Linked DNA regions of Mus musculus: all the other regions are linked to region 3. Evidence: chromatin contacts called from public Hi-C and promoter capture Hi-C data. All regions are on one chromosome and are shown on one strand. Each heading gives the region's core, a stretch centred on a gene start, on an enhancer-like site or on the middle of the called end of the contact. The rest is flanking DNA. Distances are from core to core; before and after follow the strand shown.

Region 1 (5,338 bases), core at 118-2,617, 1.7 Mb after region 3:
ATTGTATAAGTAGCATACACTAATAAAAGTGTGTTACATCTGAAAGAGTTACTACTAAAGTGCAAATTTCAAATTAGCAAGCACAACAAACCCCATAAGCATTTACCATAAGCATTTGAGAGGTAGCCTTGTCAAAGAAATGTGTGGGTGATCTGTTTAGCCAAATTATGCTCATATTTAGTGAAATATTGACATTTGTATTATTGTACAATATCAATGTTGGAAGTGCTTATTCTAAAAAATGTTTAAGTATTCTTGACACTATTCTAAAGGGTTTATACATGCTGTCTGGATTAGTCATCACCCATAACCTGTTAGAAGAGGTACTGATATCATTCCCATTTAACAGAAGGGAGGTGAGGCCTAAAGCTTTTATCAAGCCTGAAAGCACAAGGCTGACAAACAGCAGATATACCATCCAGACTCTGGTAATCTTGCCATGAACCTCTGACTTCTGAGAACTGAGGGTATGAATTAAGATTTCAACTTCTGCTTTAATGGCTTCCCACACAAATAGTTAATGACCCAATCACTTTATTCCTTATGAGGAGTTTGGGGGAGGGGAAGTTTTGACAACTTGTTTAATATTTAGATGTTTTCCATAGCTCTTTGACAGTATTTGTGTGTGTTTAATTTTTTTATTGAGTTTTTGTAAATTTCATATGTACCACAATCCCACTCATCCCCCAGTGCCTCTATATCTGCCCTTGCACCCCCAAGAAAACAAACAAACACAAACACAAACAAACAAACACAATAATAGCAGCAGCAACAACAACATCTCACCAAGGAAGCTACATGTGTTACTGTGTGTCTCAGAGTATACCCTTTTGCCCAAACAGCTTTACTTGCAAATGTTCATTGCATTGAGTCATTAGTTTGGCTACAGGCCTCTAGCTTCTGCAATACTATCAGTATTGGGTCCTCACTGGGACTCCTCTCGACATTCTGTTGGTTGCTTTGTGTAATAGAACTCTTGAAGCTTTGGTTCTGGAGGACCAGTTCAAAGTTGGGGTAGATGTTTGGGTGGCCAAACTCAAAACCCTGGATTTGGGCCTGAGTGGTAGCTGAGTTGGTCAGCCTGACTGCTCTGCCAGGAAACTCTCTAGCATTCATATCAGCTGCACCAGCTCTCCAGCACTGCCCCAGGAAGAGGCATGTCAGCTTACTTGAGTACAATAGGCAGCAAACCTCTCCCTACCTCTCCTCATTCCCCTACATCCCCAGCCTATACCCCTGTGCTCTAATGCCCTTGGAGCTGGCTTTCCCACACCACTAGGGCCTTTTCTACCGTGGTGCTCAGGCAAGGTGTAGGGCAGGGCCTGCTTTCAGGAGTGATACAGCTAGGGAGAGGCGGGGCCAGTTTACCCACCCTCATGCCTTAGCGCCAGCTCTCCCACACTGACTAAGCTAAGGGTGGTGCCAGCTCTGCAGAACCCTGGCACATCAACATGGCCTCAGGTGGCAGTCTAGAACAGCTATTGTTTACATGAGCCACAGATATCAACACAGACCCCTGCAGGGCCATGGACTTAAGGATGACCCTCCAGAGCAGCATGGAACAAAGATTTACCATGGCCTCAAATGGATCACAGGCTACTCACATTATCCTCAAGATAGATTTGTATCTAAAACTGTCAAAGAGTGGTGAGTGGGGCAGAGCATGGTAGAGATGTCCCTTTCCCCCCACACTCAGGCCCTTCATTCTTCAGGCTATTCATTACCCCCTTGAGTTTCTCCTCCTTCTCTTCCTCCTCTTCTTCCCCTTCTGCTGCAGCTGCTGCTACTGCCTCTCTTCACTGTGCACACAATATTCTGCTTCACTTTCACTTTCATCTCTCCACCACTTAGATGCTTATCTAGTGGAAGCTGGGCCTCTGAGTGTCTTAGGGGAAGGGTCTCTAGCACTCTCGGCACCCCCACCACTCTGACAGTTTTAGATACAAATTCACCTTAAGGATGTATGAGAACAAAGTATACCATTTGAAATGTAAGTGCTTTTTCAGCAATATAAATTATGAAGCTGGCAAATATAGTTCATTAAATTGAGTGTAATTAAAACTGTGATATTTTTAAATTAACAAGAAAAACAGTGGTGAAATTAAGAAATCTACATGTGTCTTCATAGCGTCCTCTAGCTGATAACTGAGTGGGTGGTTGCTGACAGTATTGGTAACATTGATATTCTGGGTTTCAACTGCATGATTGTCACACTTCATCTAAAGGATGCTTTGATTTAATTTCTGCAGAACAGGCAGATGACATTTCTAATGACCAGCATATCTCTCCTCCCCGCCCCCTCCTTCCAGCATATGACAGTGGGTATTTTGAGAAGCCATCTGAACTGAAGTAATTATTCATCTTCTGAGTTGTGTCTCAGGGAGATAAAGTCAGGATTGTTCCTGCTAATCCCAGGGACGAGCTATGTTCTTTCACACTCACAGGAACACATCACTCTTTCCAAAAGCCTGAAGTCTATAAGTGGGAACCCAGAGTACAGAGCCATGGTTGAGATTGTTTATGACTTCTCTAAAAGTTTTCATTGTGTGGAGTGGTATATACTCCAGACTGGGTAGGCTGCTTATACCCAGTCTCTGGGAGTGAAGATAAGAACTTATCTGTATAGATTTTACAACAGAGGTCTTCCTGAGTGTCTGTATAGGCTGCTCAGTGGTTAAGAGTATTCATTCAAGTTTGGTTTCCAGTACCTTTGTAAAGCATCTCACAGCAGTCTGTAGCTCTAGCTTCAGGAAATACAATTTCCTCTCTGTCCTCTGAAGACACCTCTACACACACACACACACACCCCTACATATAATTAAAACTAACTTTACAATATCTAGAAAGTGTTGTATATGTGCCCTACATGCTTAAAGGCCCACGCAAGATATTGTTGGTTATATTATTATAAGCCCACTTGCTTTTTTTTATTTTTAATCTAGTGATAACCCTGAAACTTAATCATCTCACTTATCTGCCCACTTACTCTGACCTCTTTCCATCTTTAGGGATCCTGAACTCACTGGGAACCCCATATATTATATATGTTAGTTATTTGAGAATTTTATATGTGTTGTGATCATATTCATTCCTCTTCTCAAACTCTTCCCAGATCTACCCTATCTACTCAACTTTTTCAAAAATTTATTTATTTATTTATTTATTTATTTATTTTACACTCCACAGTTTATTTCCCTCCCAGTCTACCCTCTGACTGTTCTACATCCCATAACTTTTCCCTCTCCCCCACCCTCCCACTCACCCACCAGACCTGTAAACTTCTGGGACCTCCAGTCTCTTACGTGTTGGGTACATCTTCTCAGATTGAACCCAGACCCAGCAGTCCACTGCTGTATATGTGTTGGGGGCCTAGTATATCAGCTGGTGTATGCTGACTGGTTGGTGGTCCAGTGTCTGAGAGATCTCAGGGGTCCAGGTTATTTGGGACTGCTTGTCTTCCTACAGGGTCGCCCTTCTCTTGATCTTTGACAAAGCCAAAAATATACAATGGAATAAAGAAAGCATCTTCAATAAATGGTGCTGCTCTAACTGGCTGTCTGTATGTAGAAAAATGAAAATAGACCTATATTTGTCTACTCAGCTTTTCAAAAGAAAACTGTGAAGACCAATCTGTGTTACCCAAATATTCTTGGATGTGTGGCTTCCCACTGGAACATGGCTGAGTTACCAGGGGCCGTAGTTTTCTTAGTAAAACTGGCTACCACTCTCCAGCCTATCAGTCACCTCTGGCTCCGCAGCTAGGGGTGTGAGTTTGTGCCTAACCCTCTCATCTCCATGCTGGGATTGGCCTGTCTTGGACATACACAGTTCTTGTGCTTTCTATCACATGTGAACTGCCTTGCTGTCTCCAGAAGACACGTTTCCCCTGTGTCATCCGCTGCCTCTGCTCTCCTCTCTTCCACTCTTTCTGGCCCATCTTTGCAATGATTGCAAGCTTTTGGAGGAGGGGATGCATTATTTGTAGGGAACTCCAGTTTTGTAGCCTTGCTGTGTGATTTTTCTTAACGTGATCCCCCGGGATACTGGTTTGCTGGAACTGACATATCAAGGACCAAAGATTGAGTAGTGTAGATTATACTATCTTACTTATGCTGCTGGAAGATTGAAGTCTGAAGTCTCTGTTTTTAAAAACCTATGGTGCCTATTTAGGTTCCAGGAAAGAATTATTCTAGGCACCTCTTTCTCCCTTCTGATAGTTCCTTGGATTTTGACTTCCTAACTCTAGTCTGTTTTTCCTCCTGTTCCAAATCCCTTCCTTTTGAAATTAATATTTTGTATTCTTTGAAGGTCTCATACATGTATACAATGTTTATTGACCAGAGACATCCTTCACTACCTTCCCTCAACTTCTCCATGTGCCTCTATCCATTCTCCATCCCAACTTCATATGTTCATTTTGCTGCTGCTGTTGTTAATAACCCTTGAGTCCATCAGAACTGCTTATTTGTGCATGTGTTTGGCCAGCCATGGAGGGATGGAAGGGTGCGTATTTCTTTTTATGAGAATATCAGATTTAATATATTAGGGCCTTCCCTATTTAAAGCTGACCTCCTCTTAATTAAAATCCATCTTAGGAACCCTATTTCCACTATACTGTGATGGGCTAGGAGTTAGAATACAGATGTAGAAATTTAGGGGTGACATTGTTGGATGCCTTCAGCTTGTGTCCTACAAAGAGGGTGGAACATATAAGAAGGGATAACGTGAATATTTCATTCCTTTGTACCTGGCAATGTATAGCCAAAAGAGGTTAATCAGCTAGGCAGTTGTTCAGATCTCAGGTAGCTTGTATTTTCATGAGGATGACAGTTACAGAGAAACATCATTCATGTGAAGTACTGGTTTATGTACTGGAAAAAAACAAATGGGTAATAATGTATGGGGCACGTGTGAGGGATTGGTTCCAAGTGGTCCATTTCCAGAAGTGGGAGGGTAAATCTGCCATGGAAGACTCAAATGACTCAAACAGATGTGCACAAAATTTCATATTAGTTAAACAATGCAGGTTATGTCTTAGAAGAAATACTAGTTTGAGCAGGGGCATTTAAAAAAAAAATACCCTGGGCGTATCTGGGGAGTGAATACTGATACCTAAGAAAAGGGCAGGTTAATTCTTTTAGGTAAGGTGCATAGCAGGACTCTGGAAGGCTCTGCCACAGTCAAACTGAACATTGTCCAGAAGTCCCTTCTGATATAGGGATCGTGGGGTTTTCCATTCATAACCATTCTATTCCTGATATTGAAGCACCACCCTTGCTTCTGAAATCCTAGTGGTGTTGGCATTCCGTTTCTTCTAAGTCCTCTTGGAATATGAGTT
Region 2 (5,306 bases), core at 1,456-3,955, 1.6 Mb after region 3:
TTTAAGCATTTGGGATATTTGGATTAGGATGTTTCATCTGTGTATAGCAAGTATCTTTATAGTCTGATGCTGTATACATCTGTTTTCTGATTCCTGAAGGAAATGATTAAAAGTAAAATGATTTGCATATATGTTTATTTTTATGCATACAGATGCTACTTATATTATATCTAGTATATACTATGTACTATATGGATCTATAAAGTTCACTGCTTGCATGTACCTATTAATTATGTGTGCATGTCTGTATGACTTAAAGATCATATCCATAAAGAGTTTACAGTCTTGTTTCCTCTTTTCTAGTTTTATGGTTTCTTTCTCATTTCTTCTCTTTTTTATGTATGTGTGTGTATGTGTATGTTTGTACATGGGTTTATCTGTGCAGAGCTCATGTGTGCATGTGTTTGGAGGTCAGAATCCCATCTCAGATGTTCCTCTGGAGCCATCACTGTTTTTGCGTGTTTGTTTGCTTTTTGTAAGAACAGATCTCTCACTGGGTTTTGGGTCTCACCACTCCAGTTCAGGTAACTGGTCAGTGAGCCATAGGGATCTGCCTGTTTGCTTCCCCAGCACTGTGATTACAAAGATGAAGTATTGTGCTAGGCTTCTCTTCCCATGGTATTGGCATCAAACTCTGCTCCACATACTTGTATGGCAAGTGATTTTCCTGGCTGAGCCATTTCCTTAGCCATATTTCTGTGCTTTCTGACTATAATATTTTAAATGCTTTTTATATACTATCCTTTAACACTGTGTTAGCATACTGAATATTCAAGAAAATGGATTTCATTTTATTTTCATCCATGTATGTAAGTATGCTTTAATCACACCCTCTTCTTGCCGCCCTTTTCCCTGGCCTCTTTTTCTCAAATATAGACTCAAAGGTTCTTGAAGACTTTTTCTTCCTTTGATCTTGAATGAGTGCTTTCAAATATAATGAATGAAATTCTCAAAGAATTAACAAAATATATTTTAAAAGATGTACTCCCTCCAAAATATCTTTTAAAAATCAGAGTTAATTTGCTAATTTTGCTATTTCTGAGTCAGAAATAGCAAATGAAGAACTCAAAACCTTAGATTTTAGATTCATTTCATTTGCATTCTGGAAAACTGGTCAGGACATTTCTTTGTGAGTCTGTTTTCCCACCTGCATAAGTAATTTTGGATGGGAGGAGTTCCCATACCCAGCTCACTTTGAGACCTGGTGTAATCATCTTGCAGTCTTCAGTCTGTTTCATGAATATGTCCAGGCGCTGTCAGTGGTAATTTACAGCACTTGGCTGCTTGCTCTCACCCTCACGGCTGATGTTGCTTTCTATATTTAGTTTCAGTGTTCTATATGAGTATGCCAATCAATAATGCATATACTGTGTATATTTACTTCTGTTGGTATGCTGTGTACTTGTGTAAAAGAGTGGGGCGGTTCCAGGCATGAATCCCTGAAGACTACTAAGACAGTTTTTGCAAATCACTGTAATGCTAATCACTTGGGCCAGTGTTTGGCACATGGGAAAGACTTGGATGCCATTGCTGTGTGAGGTGAATTTTGGCTCCCCGGGCTGAGTCCTTGAAATTTGTTCATGTAAAATTTGTTCAATGACTTGTCCCGTGTGACCTCAGCTAGAAGTGCCCTTGGTAATTGTTTGGAGCTGGATCTCTGATACTCTCTTGTCTTTCCTGCTTTGCCTTTACTGGTTTGTAGAACATTTCAGAGTAAAATTGTAGATTTGAAAAGAAATGCTCATATCCAGTTATCCACCCCGTAATCAGCTTCCAAACGCTGACACCATTGCAAACACTAGCAAGATTTTGCTGAAAGGACCCAGATATAGCTGTCTCTTGTGAGACTATGCCGGGGCCTAGCAAACACAGAAGTGGATGCTCACAGTCAGCTATTGGATGGATCACAGGGTTCCCAATGGAGGAGCTAGAGAAAGCACCCAAGGAACTAAAGGGATCTGCAATAGGTGGAACAACATTATGAACTAACCAGTACCCAGGAGCTCTTGACTCTAGCTGCATATGTATCAAAAGATGGCCTAGTCCGCCATCACTGGAAAGAGAGGCCCTTTGGACACACAAACTTTATATGCCTCAGTACAGGGGAACGCCAGGGCCAAAAAAATGGGAATGGGTGGGTAGGGAAGTGGGGGGGAGGTTATGGGGGACTTTTGGGATAGCATTGGAAATGTAATTGAGGAAAATACGTAATAAATAAAAAAAAGAAAAGAAAAGAAAAGAAAAGCAAATGCTGCAAAAGGAGCTGTTTACCTTATCCTCTTCTCTTCAAGTAGTCAGGGGTATCAAACAACATCTAAAGGAAGACAGTTATTGGAAACCAAACCTTTTATTAATTTTCAAAGTCAGCAAAATTATGATGGACAGGTGGGTGTATTATTACAGCTCTTATGTTCTCCACACAGTCTTATAACTAATGAGCTAGCACTTATTAAAGAGGTTGTTGACTGGGCCTCATCTGTCTGTGTGGCATGAGTGAGATATTACTGAAAAAAAAATTGATGTTTCTTTGGAAATCAGCATGATTGAGGCTCCATTTCTGACTTTGAAGGTAGCAGAAGACAGCTAGTGCTTGCTCAGCTCTGAGAAAAGTCTGGAATTGCTCTAAATCATGCATAGCTCTGCAGAAGAGTGGCTTATATTTCTGGATCCTTTCTGGAAGGGAAATGCAAGTGCTCAGGCTGGGGTGCCAGAGATCTATTTATATAGCCTCCTGCTGAATTTGGATGCCAAAGCCTAAAGAAGAGGAGTGTCTAGTCAGGCCACAGGGTGTGGTGGTGGCTGAGTGCTCCTGAAGACTGCCTCGTGTTTCTTCTTCCTTTGGAGTATTAGAGGGAATTTGGGTAATCTTTCTGAGCCCCCTTCCTCCCTCCATCCACTCTTCAGCTGCCCAAGTCGTTCCTGCCCTCCATGAGCAGGTGACTCAATGTAATTTAAATCTCCATCTTTCTTTTCACCTCTGGGTCCCCCTTCCTTCACTTCTCTCCTCCCCTTCCCTCTCTCCTTCTCTTTATTATGGGGGTTTTCCTCCTTGCTATTGGTATGTAGTAGTGAATAGTTAATCCATGTTGGTTCCTTGTGTGTTCACTGCTCCTGCCCAAGAGCTCTGGATTCACAAATGAAACACACACACACACACACACACACACACACACACACACTCGCCAGCTAATTTTGATATGCTTTGATTAGTTCAGTGGTGTGGGCACTTCTAAACCTCCCCAAAGCTATCATATACTCCCCTCCAATATTCCTGAGTTAACATCTTTTAAAATCTATATTTTATATCTGCTCCCTCAGACTCAATCTGGGAAATGACCTATAGGGCCACTTTCCTGGAATCTCATGTTTTCGGGCTTTTAAGTCTGTTCTCCTTGCTCCCTCGTCATGGCAATTCTGTCTGTCCTTTCTTGGTCCCTTGTCCACAAAATCCTTTCTCCATCTCCCTGCCCAGCCATTGGCTATATTGCAATTCTTTATTACCAATCAAAGTCAGCTGGGGGCAGGAGCCCTCAGCAACTGGAAGTGTGGCTTTTGGGAGCTGAATTAATACAAAGAATTAGAACTAACCACCAACACATTGGTATAATGTTACAGGTAAAGATACCCCCCCCCCCAATTGCATTTTATTTGGAATTAGGACTGTACTTATTGAATCTAATAGTAATATAAATTATTATCTGTATTATAATAGGAATTATTCAATTCAGCAATTGAATACAATGTTCATGTTGTGCATATGAAGATGTAATTACTTAAATGAAGTAGTACTGGGTTAGGCTCAAATTTTGGTCGAGAGCTAAAGAGACACAGGCTTGAACACAAAGCGGGTGTGAGTAAACTGCCAGCAGCTGAACAGAGGCCTGGGGCAGGGCTTCCTCTAGCACTTTTGGTCAGGAATGGTTTGCTCAAACCATGATCTTGAAGTTCTAGCCTCTTGAGCTGAGATAAACTGTTTTTCAAGCATCCCACATGAAGCACTAAGGGATGCTGCTTGTAACACTATGGTACAGATTGATTAGAGACTGTTATGTGCTCAGAATTAGTGTTTTATTGTACACATAGAGTTTTCTACTAGAAACGCATGTAGATGTAGAAGCACAAGGGTTCACTAATAGAAAACAAAGACTTGTAAGGGTCTGGAGAGAGAGCTCAGTTGGTAAAGTACATGCCATACAAATATGAGGACCTGAGTTCAACACCCAGAATCTATGTGAAAATGTCTATAATTCCAGGGCTGAGGAGAAATAGTTAGGTAGGTCTCTATTTTGTATGATAGGGCCTGGAGTACTTAGTGAGTTCTAGGTTAGTGAGAAACCCTGTGTGAATAAACAAGGTAGACAACATCTGAGAAATGATTTTTTTTAAGGTAAACCTCTCATTTCTGCAGACGTGCACCCACATGCACCCCAGTACACAGACACAACATATACAGAAACAGGAAAGACATTTAATATGTTCCTTCTTCTATTTCTCTGTATTAGTATATTTTAACATTATGATATATTAGAGTGATTGATTCTTTGAAGTGGCTCTTTGCATTGCTGACTGGAGTTTCATTAAAACTTATTTAAGTTGGGGTGGAAAGATGGCTCCACAAGTATTTGATGCTCTTGGAGAGGACCCAGACTTAGTTCCCAGTACCCACCTAATGGCTCAGTACGTTTGTAACTCCAGTTCTAGAGGATCTTACACATTATTATAGCCTCTGGGGGCACTGTACGTATATGAGGCACATGCATACCTGCAGGCAAAACACTTGCACACATTTAAAACAATAATTTAAGAAGTTTTGATTTTGAGAGTAGGAAAGAATTTGCAGTGATTCCCAAAATGGCCCTAAACATTAATCTGCCATTTTTGTGGTATATTTGAAACAAATATTTTTGTTCTTTTTTTAAAAATTTACTGATTTATTGTGTATATTACTGCAGGCCAGAAGAGGGCACCAGATCTCACTATAGATGGTTATGAGCAACCACGTGGTTGCTGGGAATTGAACTCAGGACCTTTGGAAGAGCAGCTAGTGCTCTTAACCTGTGAGCCATCTCTCCAGTCCCTATTTTTATTTCTTTATGTGGTGTTTCTGAAACAAATATTGTTAGCATTGACAATTACAAAATCAAAATATGAATCAACTCTAAAAGGTATGGAAGATTTTATATATCCTACATTATCAACTATTTAATCAAGACCTAACTCTGTTTAAAAATAAGCACTTAGCCACATAGCCAGCGTTGGCTACATCACTTATGTTACAGTTTCTAGAAATTTTAATTCATCAACAG
Region 3 (4,695 bases), core at 764-3,263:
CCAGGAAAGTGCTGTGTGAGCCACAGGGCACCCACCAATGCTGTGGTTATTGTTCTGGCCAGCACTCTCTGGTGTCTGCTTTGGCTTTACCAAGAAAACGCACACAGAACTTGCTAAAATTGTCAGTGGAGGTGTAGAAAGAGCAGTCTCTTCTTATCTGCTAGGATCAGCAGCATGGCACTCTCTCATTGTGATGGGGAGGGTGATATTCATTTATACAGCTGCAGCAAGAGAGACCTAGGTTAAAGACCCTATTGAACTGGCTTCTGTGAACCCTCGATTGACTGGAAGATACCAGTGAACTTCAGAGAGCTGAGCCCAAGGCCATCTTCTATCAGAGAAGCAGCCAGCTCCCCTGCTGCTTAGGCTAATGCCACTTCTGGATCTTCTCTTTGCCTGGAGCTGAGCACAGCCCCTGTAAGGAACCTCTGTGGGAGGCTAGCTTGCAGAAAGGCTCTGTGTGGGAAGGAAACGCTGTCAAGGACTCCCCTGAGCTATCTGCCCAGCATTTTCTTAGATGAAAGTGTGGAAAGGGGTAAGAGCTGGGTCTGATGTGAGACACTCCTGGCCTACAGACTCCTGACCAAATGGTCTTTGAAATTTCATAAGCACCAACATCACTCCCCACCCCACCCCACATTTATCGAACTGTTTCACAGAGTAAAGCTGAGATCAGAGAGGACAGGAACTCATCTAGAGTCACACAGCTCCCTAGCTCTTACACCTAGGGTATCCACCACCCTGAGTGGATGCTGGCTTGAATGAGAGCCTGACAACTATCTGCTTACTTATTTAGGTGCATTCCCTCTGGTGAATACAGACTTGGGTTTGGGGACTCTGTGAGGACAGACCCCGACAAAGTTTCAGCTACTAGAAGCCATGCAGGCTGAGCTCAGCTCATGGGGAGAATGTGCTAGAAGTAAGGCTTTGGGGTTCCAGGCCCTGAGTTCAGATTGTGACTTCCAGCTTTATAACTTGGTAACATTATCCATCTCTTTTCTTATTAGTCCAGTTATCACAATCTCTGTCCAAATGGAAGGAAAGTGCCCACCACCTCATCAGTGCAGAATGAATGTGACTGATAATTCCCAGCCATGGCCTGGTCACAAGGATAAGCTCTGGGCCCCTGCACATCACAATGACCTGAGCCTATGTGTTTATGCACTCTGAATACCACAGTTGTATATTAGACTGAAAGGCTTAAAAAGCAACTTGTTTAAGACCTACTATCCCTTTGGATGTCACAGCCCCCCTATTTTATTGACAGAGATCATTTGAGTCTCCCACCCCTTCCCCAAGAACAAAAGAAAATGACCAGAAATCACTTACCTTGGGGCTGATCCTGTGGGGGCCTCTCCAGCTTGGAACCTGGGATAGTTGTCTGCCTGGAGTCCTCTTTACAAATGCTTTGTGGTCTGGGCAAACTTCTTCTTTCTGTGGGTTTCTTCAGGATTGCCTCAATGGAGAAGGACAAGCCCAGATTCTCTGGGGCTTCACAGTATCCTGAACTCTTCTCCATGTCCCTGTGGATCGTAGGGCCTGCCATGGCCTAGCCCTGCTGCTAGGAGGAACACTCTGTGTGTGCCCAGGGAGATGCCAGCAGAGGGTGGTATATTTTCTTCCCGGAGCTTCTGGGGACACAGAGGTGGTGATTGGGAATCCTGATGCTGGGTAATTCAGCCACAATTCCTTGGACACAGGGACTTCCATGGACCTTGAACACCTTTAAGACTAGGAGGTGGCTTCCAGCAGAAGAGCTGGTAGGCACTTGTCCTCTATCCACAGGTCTATAGTTGTCACCAAATAGAGGTTCAATTTTCCAGAGAGGATCTTCTTGGTGGTGGAGGCTTTCACAGTTACCAGCCTAGGCAAGGATCCTGGAGCGAACTGAGTAATGGTACCAGAAAACAAAGAGAAAACAGGCAGGGTTGGTGGGATGAGGTTTGGAGCCAGCATCCACCTTTGTCCTCTCTCTGACTTGTGTCCCCTTCCTGCTGGCTTCAGGCAGTCCCTGGGAGGCTAGGCTGCCACCTATGGGCCCTAGATGGCCAAGTGAACCCTGAGCCTCTTTGTGGCTGAAAGGTCTTCTCAGAGGCCCTTCTGGACTTCCTCAACCCAGCTTCCAGTCTCAGGAATGAGACTTCCAGGGCTCCTGTGCCTCTGCAGATCTTCAGGTAGAGGCTAAGGTCGATGCTGGCTCCCTGCGGGGGTCTGTGCTCACTTTTACCTCAGGCCTGTGGTCTGAGGCCAGTGCTCTCTGGGCTGGTGTTGGCTTTATTCTGTTCTCTTCTCCCTGACTTCCAGTCACATAGTAAATTCTTTAGCCACTCGTTTCTCCTTCTTTTGGGGTTTCCTTATTAATTTTTCCTGCTTGATCACCCTTTACTGTCTTCAAGACAGCCACAAAGATTCCCAGTCCAGTAAACTCTGGGCTTGGAGCTGACAGTCACTGCTCTATCTTGCCAGGAATTCTGCTCAGAGAAATGTGTAACCAAGGAGGAGGGTGGGCTGATAAGGGAAACAAGTCCCCACCCTAGGAGATGGGATGGGATGCAGGTGTTGGGTGGAGAGCTGAGGGAAACAGCCAGGATTGGAGGATAGACACAGGATGCCTTGCAGAGGCGTGGTGCTGAAGAAATGGCCAGGTGGAACAGAAGAGCAGAAGGTGGGGGAGGAACGGCCAAGGCGCAGCGAAATGTGTTAAAACACTTAGGAGAATTTGTGGGATTTGCAGAGGTTTATAGGGTGAACCTGGGTGTGATGGGTGAGGCTCAGCCAGGGGTAGTCCCTCACAGATGTGTTTCTTGGCTTACCAGTGCTAGAGCAGGGAAGGCATTCTAAAGCGTGTGTAGGGCATATGGAGAAACCGAGGCTCAGAACAAAGGGGTACAGGGGATGGAGTGACAGGAGGAATTTAAGGACTGTCCTGCGAAGCCTCAGAGTGTTACAACACAGAATGACCAATGCCCTAACCAACTGTGAATGTGAACCTCATGTTAGAATGCAGACCTCTCTACAGGGGGATGTGGGGTAGGCACAGTTGTTCCCCTTTCTTTGAGTTGGAGGGGGAGGAGTTAGAAGACGGAGGACTTCCCTGAGATGGGGAAACAGACGAAGAGGTCCTGTTCAGGAGCAGATCTTCTGGAAGTGCCAGAATCTCTGATTTAGTGGGGAGAGATTAGGTTCTGCAGTGATCTACAGAGGCTCATGCCAGCTGGAAGAAGCAGGGATTTTCCAACAGTGAAGCCGCCATCTTCTGATTGATTGATTGCAGGCTCCAAGGGAGGGGCGAGAGCAAAGTGGAGAGTGTTAGTGAGTCAGAAGCCTTAAGTGGTTTATGGGATGTCTACTCCTGCTCTGCAGGCAGCCGAGTCACATGATTGGCTCTCTGAATAGATCCTGGTGCTTTCCTCAAAGCCTGAAACAAATTCATGAAGACAGCAACCAGTCTGGTGTTCTTATATATATTTACTTTCTGAGTTTGAAATTAATTGGCATTTCATTTCTGTCTCCTCATCTTGGTTTTAGGTTAATGTTTCACTTGGGTCAAGTAAAGAAATCTAGGAGAGGTGTGTTAACAAACAGCAAGTTGGACAAATGGACAGTTTGCTCACACAACAGTTAAATTTATGCATCTTGATCTAATGAAATCACAGAAAGAGAGTGCTATGTATATCTCCATTGCTTTATTTTGAACTAAAAGTCAGTGCTGGGAACAGCTACAGGTTGCTTATACAGGTTATCACCTGGTACAGAGCACAGCGAGTAATCGCCACTAGTAAAACGTAGAAGCTGCTGCCAAGTGTAACATCTCCAGTTTGAAGGGAGTGATATCAATTCTTTGTGACTATGATTTTACATAACTATTTAAAAAAACTACATAAAAACAAAACAAAACAACAAACAAAGAAACAAAGAAACAAAAAAACAAACCCAGGGGTGATGGAGAAGGCTCAGCATTAAGAGCACAGGCTGCTGTTGCAGAGGATCTGAGTCTGGCTCCTAGCACATACTTGGTGGTGAACCTTACTTGTAACTTCAGCTCCAGGGCATCAGCTGCCCTCTTCTGGCCTCTGCCAGTGCTGTACCCATGTGCCTGCACACGTAAGTACTCACATGTACTGTAAAGAAAAAAAAGTCTTAAGGAAGTCCATATGTCATACAAAATTATAAAACAGACGTCCTAAAATACACAAATTGAGCAGAATATTTGTGGTGGCAGAGTTTGTTACATGTATTTGGAAATGCAGTTTCTTCTATTTCACAATTAACACATGCCTTTGACGGGCTCTGCTCACAGCCCATCTCTGCTTATGACAGGTGGGTGTGCTGAAATGTGATAGCCTGAGAGTTGGCCCCATCCTTTGCTGGCTGTAACACTTGGGTGAGGTACAGCAGTTGAGTGAGCTAACTGGGCAGGGCTGGCAAGCTGGGCCTGGTGGTGTGGGTGAGGAACAGCTGGTGGCTTGACTAACTCAGGGCTACACCTAGATCCAGGGCTTTGAGTTGGCCCACCCTACCATCTATGTCAGCTATGAACTGCTGGAATGCATGAAGAGGCTGGTCCTGCAGATTCGAAGCTACAGGATCTCTGTGACTCAGGGCAACAACAGGAGATCTGAGGGAAGCCCTGTTAAGGAGCCAGTATTGCTAGTGTAGCAGAAGCCAGAGGCTTTGAACCAGACCAGTGACTCA
Region 4 (4,920 bases), core at 177-2,676, 1.9 Mb after region 3:
TGTCTCAAGGATGTGGCTCCTTCTCAGCAGGTAGGGAAGCCCTATCTCTCTCAGCAACTTCTGTTCTTTCCCTGTCCGAAGAACACCACCTCTCACCAGCCCTCTCCTGTTCTCTGCTTTTGAAGTATCAGCAATAAACTTTTACAGATGGTGACAAGAAAAGCCTCATTAGCTTTGTCCCTGACTCAGAGAGTAGCTCTAATCCACTGACCTTCTGAATCACGCCCTTTAATGTATCATTCCCAATACAAAGCCTCTCAAATAGTACTGAAACTGCTTTGAAGTGTCACAGCCTCCCCACAGTCTGAGCTCCTCTTTGTATTCTAGATCCATCTAGAAAGGATTCTGGACTGGGCCAGGAGGTATCTCCTCAACCCAGAAAGCTTCCAGAAATCTCTCCCTTGTTCCAGTAATGAGAGTTTGGGTTTGTCCCCATGCTTATACCTGGACTTCCAACAGATCTAGATCTAGGGAGGTCACAATTTGTCCTAGTCAGTGTTCTGCTGCTAAGAAGAGACACCATGGTGATGACAACTCTTATAAAGGAAAGCATTTCATTTGTAGCTTGCTTACATTCAGAGGTTTATTCCATTATCATTATGGTGGTAAGTATACCAGCACACAGTTAGACATGGTGCCGGAGAGATAGCCAAGAGTTCCACATTCAGATTGGCAAGCAGAAGGAAGAGAGAGACTATTGCACTGCTGTGGTAAATCTCCTCCCAAATAAGCCCCAGCAAATGAAAACACAACAAAGTTAATATGATTATATGTTGTGCACCTAGATTGGGCAGATCTACCGCTACACTACCATCTTCCACATCTATGAGACCCCTTAGAACTTGAGGTTTCTCCAGGCCATGCACTTCTACTCAGCTCTTCTTCTTTCTTCTTCTCTTCCTCTTCCTCCTCCTCCTCCTTCTCCTCTTCTTCTTCTTCTTCTTCTTCTTCTTCTTCTTCTTCTTCTTCTTCTTCTTCTTCTTCTTCTTCTTCTTCTTCTCCTCCTTCTCCTTCTCCTTCTCCTTCTCCTTCTCCTCCTTCTCCTTCTCCTTCTCCTTCTCCTTCTCCTTCTCCTCCTCCTCCTCCTCCTCCTCCTCCTCCTCCTCCTCCTCCTCTTCTTCCTTCTCCTTTTTCTTCTTCCTCCTCCTCCTCTGCATCCCCACCCTCTTCTCTCTTACACCTTCTCTTCCACTGCCCTTTTATCTGCCCAATCAGCAGCTCTCTATTTTACAAATTAAGGTGGGAAGCAGGTTTACAGGAAATCACCGGAGTGCTGACTCACTCCTTGTTCACAACCACTCACTGGAGAACTGAATTAACATCAAATATAATTAGCCCCAGGGCTATCCACAACAAGAGACAATGGATCTGGCTGGAGCATTTGAAACCTCAAAGTCTACATCTCAATGGCATGCTTCCTCTAACAAAGACACACTCACCCAAACAATGACACACCTCTAAATAATGCCAACCATTGAAATATATGAGTCTATGGGAACCGTTCCTATTCAAACCACCACACAATTCTTTTCACCTTTAGCTATGAATTTTTATTAAGCCATACTTGACTTCCATGTGAACCAGGAGTAAATTAATAATACCTCATCCTATTAACATGCAGCGCACCACTTATTAGATAAATGTTATCATGTATATTGCTTTTTAAATCTAACAGTTAAATAAGTAAAGGCACTTATTTGATCATTCTCGTTTTCTAAAGTGTGTGTGTGTGTGTGTGTGTGTGTGTGTGTGTGTGTGTGTGTGTTTAATGTGATGGCAAGTACATATCAGAGGATAACCTCAGGTGTCTGTTTTCACCCTTCATCTTGAATTACAGGTTTACACTACAGTGCTCAACTTTTACATTGACTCTTGGTCTCATTTGTGCAACAAGCACTTTTGTGCACTGAGCCATCTAGCCAACCCTTTCCTCATTTTTCTCAGTGATAATACAGAAACTCAAAGATGTTAAGTAGCTAGCAAGAAATCGTCGGTTACAAGAAGGAATCTCTGGTTTGAATCAGGCGAGTGGGCACACAGTGAGCCCTCGCCTGCCTTGGAAACCAAGAAACTCTGAACCCTGTTTTTCTTTTTCTTTGACAAACGTGCTAGGATTCTTATAGCAAATGATCTCCTGTAAGAGGCAAGGCCTCTCCCTTGCTGCCATTGTCCTCATAATGGCCCTTAAAGCATTGGACAGGAAACATAAGGGCTTTTGGAAGCTTGAGATGAAAGAAGTGCTTTGTTCATTCTCCTGCTTTCTAAAATTATTCCAAGGCAAATTGTGTTTTATAGGATATATCACTTAGTTAACAAAACTGCAAGCTAGACTCGATAGTATCCAGTGTGAACAGATCCTATTCTACCATGCGACTCCTGAGTGTAAGAGAGAAATGTCTAATCAGACTTGCTTTTTTTACCTCTTACACGTGTATTATACATATGGTTTATAAACTCTTTTTTGGTTGCAGGTGATTTCTATTTCTCCAGGAGAAATAGGCTTCTCTTTCACATCTGGAAAAAGAAGAAATGGTTGTTTAGGCTATATCTTCTCAGTTACATTATCTATTTCCTCACCAATCAGTATATGTAAATAAATAAATGTAGGTTATATGGTAAACCTTTTTCAAAGAGGATGCATATTTTCAACATATTCTAACAATTAGCCCATTACTAATACCTTTCTCAAATTGGCAGCTACATTCAAAACAGTAAGCCCTGGACTTCATGGTCCACTCTGACCTTCAAATTCCACCCGGCTACCAAGTGCTACCATTGTCATAAGCAGGGGAATAACTTAGATATCTATCATCCCAATAGCCCTTAAAACCACATGAGTCTGTTTTATAGTCAGTTTTATTTTTAAAAGAGAACAACCCTTACTATTCTCCTTTACGTATAAACAATAACTAGTATTCATCTAAAGTAATTGTTCTCTCTGAGGCTTTCTGACTCAGTCTGCTAACTTATACCTAGTCCTGGAACCTTCTAGCCTCCATACAGTCTTATCTAGGCCTAGAATGCTTTCAATCTCTGAGACTTTCTGCCAAAGAAGCCCACCCTTGCTTGTTTTTTCCTGATTTCTGGGAGGCTGGTTCAACATTAGCTTTTAATTTTAGATCTGGCTCAGAACTGTTTTGCAAGCTGACTGATTCAATCTAGCTTCTCTCTTGACCTCTCCAGAACTGTTCTGCTTGGCCTCATACTAACTCTGGCAGTATGTTATAATCTTCTGGTTCCTTCTCACTCTCTGACTCATTCTATCTTCATGTGTGTCTAGTTTACTCTCTCTGCAACTTTGTCTCTCTATCACTGCCCTGGTAAAACTGTCTCACTCCTTCTCTTTCTCTGACTTGTCCCCTTTCATAGCTTCCATTTTTTCTCTCTTCTTGTAAAATTTGGGTATATTCTGTTCTGTCAGATCTCCCCCTAGCTCATCACATTGTCTGCAACTCAATTACACATCACTTTCAAACATGGGCGCTTTCTTCTACAAAGTACTTTTACTTTCCTTTTTTTTTTTTTTTTTTTGATGTTTCTTATTTATTTTTTTTCCATTTTTTATTAGGTATTTAGCTCATTTACATTTCCAATGCTATACCAAAAGTCCCTCATACCCACCCACCCCCACTCCCCTACCCAACCACTCCCCCCTTTTGGCCCTGGCGTTCCCCTGTACTGGGGCATATAAAGTTTGCATGTCCAATGGGCCTCTCATTCCAGTGATGGCCGACTAGGCCATCTTTTGATACATATGCAGCTAGAGTCAAGAAAGGATGGACCATGTAGAGACTGCCTTATCCAGGGATCCACCCCATAATCAGCATCCAAACACTGACACCATTGCATATACTAGCAAGATTTTATCGAAAGGACCCAGATGTAGCTGTCTCTTGTGAGACTATGCCGGGGCCTAGCAAACACAGAAGTGGATGCTCACAGTCAGCTAATGGATGGATCACAGGGCTCTCAATGGAGGAGCTAGAGAAAGTAGCCAAGGAGCTAAAGGGATCTGCAACCCTATAGGTGGAACAACATTATGAACTAACCAGTACCCCGGAGCTCTTGACTCTAGCTGCATATGTATCAAAAGTACTTTTACTTTCATTGGTGGGGTTTAAAGGTGAATACTAAGGGTGTGTCTGTATTCCAGCCAGAGGGATTGCAACATTAATGTTCATATTATTTACAAGATTTGAAAGTCTAAGAGTCTTGGGCTTTTAAAAAAACTAAAAAACAAACAAAAACAACAACAAAAACAAGGCAACTCTCAGATGGAAAGATTTGCTGACCCTTAAGTGCTTAGGGTTTGTTTTAGGATCTGAGGAGTTCTAAGACATCCACCTGCTGGATTTCTAACTTTAGTAGTGTACACACACACACAGAGTTTCTCATTTAATGAAGATTTCTGTCTTAGTTTAGTTTTCCAGTGCTGTAACAAAATACAATGACAAAAACAATTTAGAGGAAAAAGTTTTTATTTTTAACTTACAGTTCCAGATTAGTGTCCAGCATGTGGAGAAGTCACAATGGCAGGAACTCAAGACGTGGTCAAAAACCAGAAAATAGTGAATTAATGCATACTAGTCTTCAGTTTTAAGTCTCTGTTTTTTTTGTTTTTGGTTTTTTGTTCGGTTGGTTGGTTGGTTTTTCGAGACAGGGTTTTTCTGTGTAGCCCTGGCTGTCCTGGAACTCACTCTGTAGAGCAGGCTGGCCTCAAACACAGAAATCCGCCTGTCTCTGCCTCCCGAGTGCTGGGATTAAAGGTATGTGCCACCACGCCCCCAGCACGTCTCTGTTTTTATGCAGGTCAGAAGAAATCCCTGCCTAGGAAATGGTATCACCAACAATGGGAGAGCCTTCACACCTTAATTAATGTGATGAAAATAATCTCCCATAAACATACCCACAAGGCAACCT

The links. Promoter capture Hi-C pulls out the DNA fragments that hold promoters and counts their contacts. A called contact is a pair of places that touch in the nucleus more often than the background predicts.
Region 1: a contact with region 3 is called in a promoter capture Hi-C map of hippocampal neurons, with 14 times the contacts expected there. The contact joins the enhancer-like site here to the promoter of Isx in region 3. A contact is called at or near these places in 8 of 39 promoter capture datasets (cranial neural crest, embryonic stem cells, frontonasal cranial neural crest and 4 more).
Region 2: a contact with region 3 is called in a Hi-C map of cortical neurons, with 4 times the contacts expected there. The contact joins the enhancer-like site here to the promoter of Isx in region 3. A contact is called at or near these places in 5 of 39 promoter capture datasets (embryonic stem cells, hippocampal neurons, liver and 1 more), 1 of 484 Hi-C or Micro-C datasets (cortical neurons), 2 of 115 datasets of contacts at active chromatin or transcription factors (differentiating embryonic stem cells and embryonic stem cells) and 3 of 9 other capture datasets (adipose tissue, embryonic stem cells and liver).
Region 4: a contact with region 3 is called in a promoter capture Hi-C map of embryonic stem cells, with 11 times the contacts expected there. The contact joins the enhancer-like site here to the promoter of Isx in region 3. A contact is called at or near these places in 9 of 39 promoter capture datasets (the 3T3-L1 cell line, the C10 cell line, cranial neural crest and 4 more), 2 of 115 datasets of contacts at active chromatin or transcription factors (differentiating embryonic stem cells and embryonic stem cells) and 1 of 9 other capture datasets (embryonic stem cells).

What each region holds. Positions count from the first base shown.
Region 1 is chr8:73,158,215-73,163,552 of GRCm38.p6, reverse strand. The region is part of intron 2 of Large1 (LARGE xylosyl- and glucuronyltransferase 1); the gene reads left to right. Among named protein-coding and RNA genes, the nearest start is that of Mir28b, 140 kb to the right of the region's middle. Within about 2 kb of position 1,367, at least 54 of the 459 cell types and tissues checked have an H3K27ac peak or open chromatin away from gene starts, as enhancers often do. A contact at or near this core is called in hippocampal neurons, where this site is marked.
Region 2 is chr8:73,223,285-73,228,590 of GRCm38.p6, reverse strand. All of the region lies in intron 1 of Large1 (LARGE xylosyl- and glucuronyltransferase 1), which reads left to right. Among named protein-coding and RNA genes, the nearest start is that of Large1, 130 kb to the left of the region's middle. Within about 2 kb of position 2,705, at least 7 of the 459 cell types and tissues checked have an H3K27ac peak or open chromatin away from gene starts, as enhancers often do. A contact at or near this core is called in cortical neurons, where this site is marked.
Region 3 is chr8:74,870,492-74,875,186 of GRCm38.p6, reverse strand. Isx (intestine specific homeobox) reads right to left here and starts at 2,013. Exons shown (of 4, transcript NM_027837.3): 1 at 1,330-2,013. The coding sequence starts at 1,546.
Region 4 is chr8:72,987,092-72,992,011 of GRCm38.p6, reverse strand. All of the region lies in intron 6 of Large1 (LARGE xylosyl- and glucuronyltransferase 1), which reads left to right. Among named protein-coding and RNA genes, the nearest start is that of Mir28b, 27 kb to the left of the region's middle. Within about 2 kb of position 1,426, at least 17 of the 459 cell types and tissues checked have an H3K27ac peak or open chromatin away from gene starts, as enhancers often do. A contact at or near this core is called in embryonic stem cells, where this site is marked.